Linked DNA regions of Mus musculus: region 2 is linked to region 1. The links are chromatin contacts, called in public HiChIP or PLAC-seq maps. All regions are on one chromosome and are shown on one strand. Each heading gives the region's core, a stretch centred on a gene start, on an enhancer-like site or on the middle of the called end of the contact. The rest is flanking DNA. Distances are from core to core; before and after follow the strand shown. Region 1 holds the start of A230001M10Rik (RIKEN cDNA A230001M10 gene). Region 2 has its middle 8.3 kb from the start of Gm40110.

What was found. HiChIP or PLAC-seq counts read pairs in DNA pulled down with a chosen protein or histone mark.
Region 2: an H3K27ac HiChIP or PLAC-seq map of the NIH/3T3 cell line shows a contact between it and region 1, with 2.6 times the contacts expected there. The contact joins the enhancer-like site here to the promoter of A230001M10Rik in region 1. A contact is called at or near these places in 1 of 39 promoter capture datasets (the 3T3-L1 cell line), 1 of 15 datasets of contacts at CTCF or cohesin (the NIH/3T3 cell line), 6 of 484 Hi-C or Micro-C datasets (3T3-L1-derived adipocytes, adipose-derived mesenchymal stem cells, cortical neurons and 2 more) and 2 of 115 datasets of contacts at active chromatin or transcription factors (the NIH/3T3 cell line and embryonic stem cells).

What each region holds. Positions count from the first base shown.
Region 1 is chr3:102,260,982-102,263,918 of GRCm38.p6, forward strand. It overlaps A230001M10Rik (RIKEN cDNA A230001M10 gene), which reads left to right and starts at 1,424. Exons shown (of 4, transcript NR_040391.1): 1 at 1,424-1,898.
Region 2 is chr3:102,363,000-102,365,936 of GRCm38.p6, forward strand. No RefSeq gene overlaps it. Among named protein-coding and RNA genes, the nearest start is that of Gm40110, 8.3 kb to the right of the region's middle. Within about 2 kb of position 1,437, at least 45 of the 459 cell types and tissues checked have an H3K27ac peak or open chromatin away from gene starts, as enhancers often do. A contact at or near this core is called in the NIH/3T3 cell line, cortical neurons, embryonic fibroblasts and 1 more, where this site is marked.

The sequences.
Region 1 (2,937 bases), core at 174-2,673:
AATAGTCTTAACTGCTTAGCCACCTCTCCAACCCCCCATAAACTGAGGCTTTAATGTACAACAGAAATAACAGAAAATATTAGGACCGTAGAATTGATTCTGTAATCCTTTTCAATTTTATTTATTTGTGTATGTGTACATCATGTGTATAGACCATGTGTGTACAGGTGCTCGTGTGTGTTTGTGTGTGTGTGTATAGCATGTGTGTGCAGGTGCTCTGTATGAGTGTGTATGTATGTACGTCGTGTGTGTAGATGCTTTGGTGTGTGTTTGTGTGTTGAATGCAGGTGCACATTTGAAGTCAGAGGACAATTCTCAGGACTCAGTTCTCTTCTGCTACCTGGTGGAATCCTGGGATACAGCTCAGGTCACTAGGTCTGAGTGCCTCTACCCACTGTGCCATCCTATCTCATTGGCCTTATGATCCTGTTGGATGTGTTTACAGTAAATGAAGCACAGTGCTGCAGATGATCACACCAGGGCTGCCAACACTCACATTTCCTGGTTAGTTTCTTGTCATTAGCTTTGGGCTCCAGCTTGTAACCTGTGGTGGCTGCAGGAATATCAGTAAATTCCACACAGGCAGGCATCAGCTCGGTAAGACTGGGCTATGGAGGTTTGCCTTAGATCATCTGTGGTCACAGAAGGAAGATAGTCCTCTTTCTTATAAACGAAGGCTGTGTGGTTAAAGGTTCAGCTGCAGGCTGAGCTATTGGTGCAGCCTCAGCGGGCTGCAGCCATGTCAGTGGTCCAGTGCCAGGACAGCAGAGCTGCCCAGTCAGGCCACAGACACAGGAAAGTAATGAATCATTATGTTGGGTGATTAAGCTTTGGAGCAGATTGTTGCATAGCAAAGATAATAAATTGTATTGCACAAATGGAAATATAGAGATGTATAAAAAAGTGAAGCACATCTATTTGTTCATTAATAAACAAATTTTCAAGGACTGGTAAATGCATATTATCTAGTCTACTCTCAGAGATGCCTCTGCAGAAGAATGCATTGACCCTTTGTGGCTTCCAGAGAGTCTAGAGCCTGTAATGAGGAAGGAAGTCTCCAATTAGGACAATGGTCTACAAAGAATGATTTCAAAGTTAGGAAAAACTAGAGCTGCCTTCACTTCTCAGTCAAGGTCTGTAATGCAAGTCGACCCTTTACCTCGGAAAAGAATAACCCTGTGCGTGTTGGGGTTCCAGAGAGAATCATCTCCCCTTTGCTGGACTTCACGGCAACTTTCTGTCCAGTGAAGTCAGTTTTCTGTACAGTGGCTTCTGCCCAAATGGTCTGTATTTATCAGATGATGTATTCATGTATCGCTTTCCAGCCTACAAAGCGCTCTTTGTTTTGCAAATCTCTCTTGTGCATTATCTCATCCAGGCTTGTCACAAGGTAGAACGGTTATTTGTCCCAAATTTACTGGTCAGATATACTCACGGAGGGCTGCTGTCACCTGTCATCACTGCTGGACAGATGATTTCAACACAGACATTACAAGTGGTCCAGCCTCTTCATAAGCCTGCACTAAAGACACTGAAGCTTGTGATCACCCGTGTCAGGACAAGGAATGGCATCTCCCTAACAGGACTCAAGAGCCTTTGCCATTATCTGTGGTATTAAGCAGGTTTCAATTAGGATTTTAGGTGGATTTTTTTCTTTGTTCCGCAGAAGTTTTAATCAAGGCAGAAAAACTCTGACGCCTCATTCTCCTCACAACAGTCAGTCACCAAAGCGTTGCATTTTTCTTCCTGAAGCTTCCCCTCCCTCGGGCACATTTTTAGCAAAAAAGATGAGATCCCAAGCTCTCCAGATGTTGCCTCTCAGATGTGCCTCAGCACGCATCTCAGAGCCATCTGGCCGCAGCAACAGCTGGACTGCTTCCAAGTGGAAGTGCTCACAGGTAAGGGGGTGTGAGGGGAAGAATGTGGGCTCCTTAGTACGTTGTCAGCTAAGCCGGTGATGCTGTTTGACCAGCTGTTGACATGAGCTCTCAGTGAAGGCGGCTTTCAGAATCCTGCAGTCAGGTTTCCTGTCTGGGTGCCTGAGGGTTATTGTCCAGGGGCATGCTCTGCAGACTTGGACCCTGTGTGGTAATTCTGAGGTGTTGGAAACCTTAAGAGGTGATGTGCGCACCTGTAATCCCAGAAGGTTGTGAACATGGCTGGTTCTCCCTGCCGCCCCCCCCCCCCCCCCCGCCACCACAGTGAAGAGCATGTATCAGATCCTTCCCTGGCTCTGAAGCCCTTCATGATCAAATTCACCCCAAGACAGACAGACAGTCAGTCAGACAGACAGACATGCACATACACACACAGAGAGACATATAGAGACACAGACAGACACACACTTCCTTCCTTCCTTTACTCTCTTTATAGTCCAGGTGTCTCAGGGTAATGATGGATAACCGTAGGTCGAGATGACCGTTCAGCAGAAGAGACTAGAGGACTTAGCTGACTTGCAGAAACTGCTCATTGTGGACAGCACACCTCTGAGGGAGGCCGGGAACTTGGCAGCAGACTTCAAGAAAGCAGCAGGAGGTAAAGGCAAGGCTTGGGCGTGGAAAACTGAAACAGGAAGGAGATGTACAAGGGGAAGGAGACCTCCCAGAAACCCTTGGGGGATAAGTTAGCATTAACCCAAGGGGGAGAGCTGGGAAGCATTTGACCTGACGCCAGTGTCTTTGTGGTCAACAGAGCACTGTGCTTTCTGGGAATGGACGCTGTGTGTATTTTCCATTACTGCGCGCTGTATCTTCAGGATGTTCCTTCCCACCCTTTCGTCAGATGCAAAGGCTCCCTCTAATGAGTCCTCGGCCCAGGCTCCCCTACTTCTGTGGTTACTTATGCTTGGCCAGGATGCTTTACATACACCTACTTATCTGCCAGTCCAAGCCAGTCTTTAAAAGCCTGCTCTAATGCCAGCTCGTTGGTCGCCTTAGG
Region 2 (2,937 bases), core at 187-2,686, 100 kb after region 1:
CCTTGTAGAATTGATTCTAGAGAGCTAGCTTCCCCTGCCTGTTGTGTAAGGACAGAGAGTAGATGCCTGTTAATAAGGGAAGCAGACCTCCTCTCCAGACACATCATCTGTAGCTCTTGCATGTTGGCTTTCCCATCTCCAGAGTTTCAAGGATAAATTCTACTGTTTATAAGCCACCCAACTTGTATTATTCTGTTACAGGTAAAAGCCACTCCCCATGTGCCTTGTGCCTCCTACTGGGACCTCAGTCTACTCCAGCACAGATTAAGATCCCATATGAGGAGAATGAAGAGTCCCCTGAGTGGATTGTGATTTGTTTAACCTCCTTTGGATGGATTTTGATTGGCCATTTCTCTTATCCATCCTACATAGTCAAGTTGTAGGATGGTGAACTTAATGAGACAGAATGAAAGACTTCCCCTTGGTAAGTAAAGAGACACTCTAGCTTGAGAAACAGGTTTCTCATTTCCCTTTCTTCCTTCCTGGAAGGTGGGCATACCAGCACACCTAACATCTCCCATGGAAGTAGCCACCTCAGGACCATGGCATAAGGGCATGAGAACAAAGCCAACACAGTAAGGATGGCGGAGCAGAAACTGCTCACAATAGTATCACTAAGCATCTGAATCTATAATTGACCTTCATAAGGTAAGGGTCCTCTGTTCTTTTCTGTCACTTGCTCTGTGTTTGGTAGAATATGGGAGTGCAACAAAGTCTGAAAGTTATGAGCCACACCCAGCAAACACCCATCTCCTGTTCTTCAGATGCTGCAGGTGAGTGTTGGAAAGAGTAAGGGGCAGAACCTTCTGAGTCAGCCAGACAGGTCCCTGAACAATGAGAAGACTCTGCTCCTGCATCTCTTCTGACTCAGCTAAATGTTGCTTTTCTCTCTGGTGACTTAGTCCATATCAAATAAGTTAGTGGGATACAATAGAGGATGCACTCTTTCAATGCATAGTTCCCAGATCGCTCTGGGTCTGGAATCAAATCCAGAATGGTTAAAAAAAAAAAGGAAATATTCTTTGGGGAGGTTTTGTGGGCCATTAGCACTTCCACATCCAGCCCACTGGAGTGAACTGGTCAGCTCCAAGCTCAGGGCAATCTAGAAGATGCAGAGAAGAGGAGCCCCCACTCATCTTCTAAGGATGCCAGTCTCTGCCCCCTGTGGTAAGTAAACTGCTCTATTGCTTTTGTTAGTTGGAACTAAAAGGATTGTTCATTGATCCAATGGCCTAGAGGTCCAGGGACACAGTTTTATGGATTACAGTGAGATTTTCCTTTGACTATAACATGGGAACTTTCCAAATCTACCGCATTTGATAGAGAGTGAGTGGGTCAATGGAAAGGAAGGCCTGGTTTGGATGATGCAGAGTGAGGGGGGCTCAGGGGTGAAGTTTCATGTTGCTCACTGATCTGGCTAACTGAGAAAGCTTCTCCTTACTGTTTGTATAAAGAACAACTCAGACATCTAAATGGCCTGGAGGGACTTCTTCAAGCATGAGTGGGCTCATGACTCACAAAGCTCAAGTCTATAGATGGTAGTCACCCAAATGTTGGTTTTGAGGGAAGGGCCTCCCGGGTGTCAAATGCAAGGAGCAGTCTTTGCCTCTGGTTTCTTTCTATCCACCACTAGCTTTGACAAACAGCTGAAAAAAGTCTTGAGCAAAAATGTGTTCAACTCCCTTTCCTGGTGAAGATATTTTATGTGGACACCTAGCAACCCAGATCCCAAAATAACTTCATGTGGGAAACACTCCAAACACGGTCCTTTCTCTCCCTTCCTCCTTATCCCCACTCCCAAGCCTTCGGATTTGGAAGCTCTGACTTTGGGGATTTTAACTGTTATAAAGCCACTCCGGAAGACAACAATGAAAGGAATCGACTGGAAATTTCCTCACTAGTAATTTAGCTGGGACTTGAGTTCTCTTGAAAGGATATTTTCCTTAGGCTACCATACTTTCTGATCACTTCAGCTCTTCTGTGCACTCTATGGAGTATGTGCCAAAGATACCCCATAGAGTATGTGAGGTGACACAGATGTGGGTCTCATAGGTGGTATACACAGCCATGAGTACACTGTCAGGTTTCTGCCATCTGACTGGCTAACAGTGTCCTCCAGCATTCTCCCCTTAGAATCCTAATCATAAGGATTAAGCAAAAAGTGAGACCTCAAGGGTAGTTTGGTCAGGAAGCATGGAATACACGTACTGTTCATGTAGATAGAGACCTATATGTGGTTAAAATTTCATCTGTAAAGACAGGGGCGCTATTGCAGATGTTCCACTCCCTAATATAAAGCATAGCCAGATCCTGTCCTCTTAGCCAGGCTTCATGCTAAGCACATTGCTAGGAGTGTCTCATTGAAGTGTCTCATCCAAGCTTTATCGAGTAGGTAAACTAGGTATTACCCCTAGTTTACAGGCAATAAAAGCCAAAGTTAAGTAGTCACCTACATCATCGAGTTGAAAAAATGATCAAGATAGGATCAAAGGCCATAAATATGACCCTGAACTAATACTATAGCCACATATAGGTTCCCTTATTAATTAAATTAAATAGATTTTAGATGTATGTTCAGCACCAAAACCAAGCACTTGGCTAAGATCCATTAGTGGTCAGTAAATGGCTCGATGGCAGCATGTTATCATGCCACAATAACAAGCATTTTATCTTGTATCATGCGTGAGTATAAGAAAAATGGTTCACTTAGTAAGATGCAGGGATTTCATAACAGAATAATTCCCAACCTCTCGGTGAATGATAGATAATTTTAGGAGGTTGTAGCCAGGATAAATGAAAGATCCAGGACCAAGTCCTTCACATGCTAAGCTGTAGGGCTTCACTAGCAGTCCTTTTTGGAGTCCCTTGGATAGCAACATTAAATTAAATTAATTAATTACTATTATACATTTTTCTTTAATAAAGATTACTCTTCCA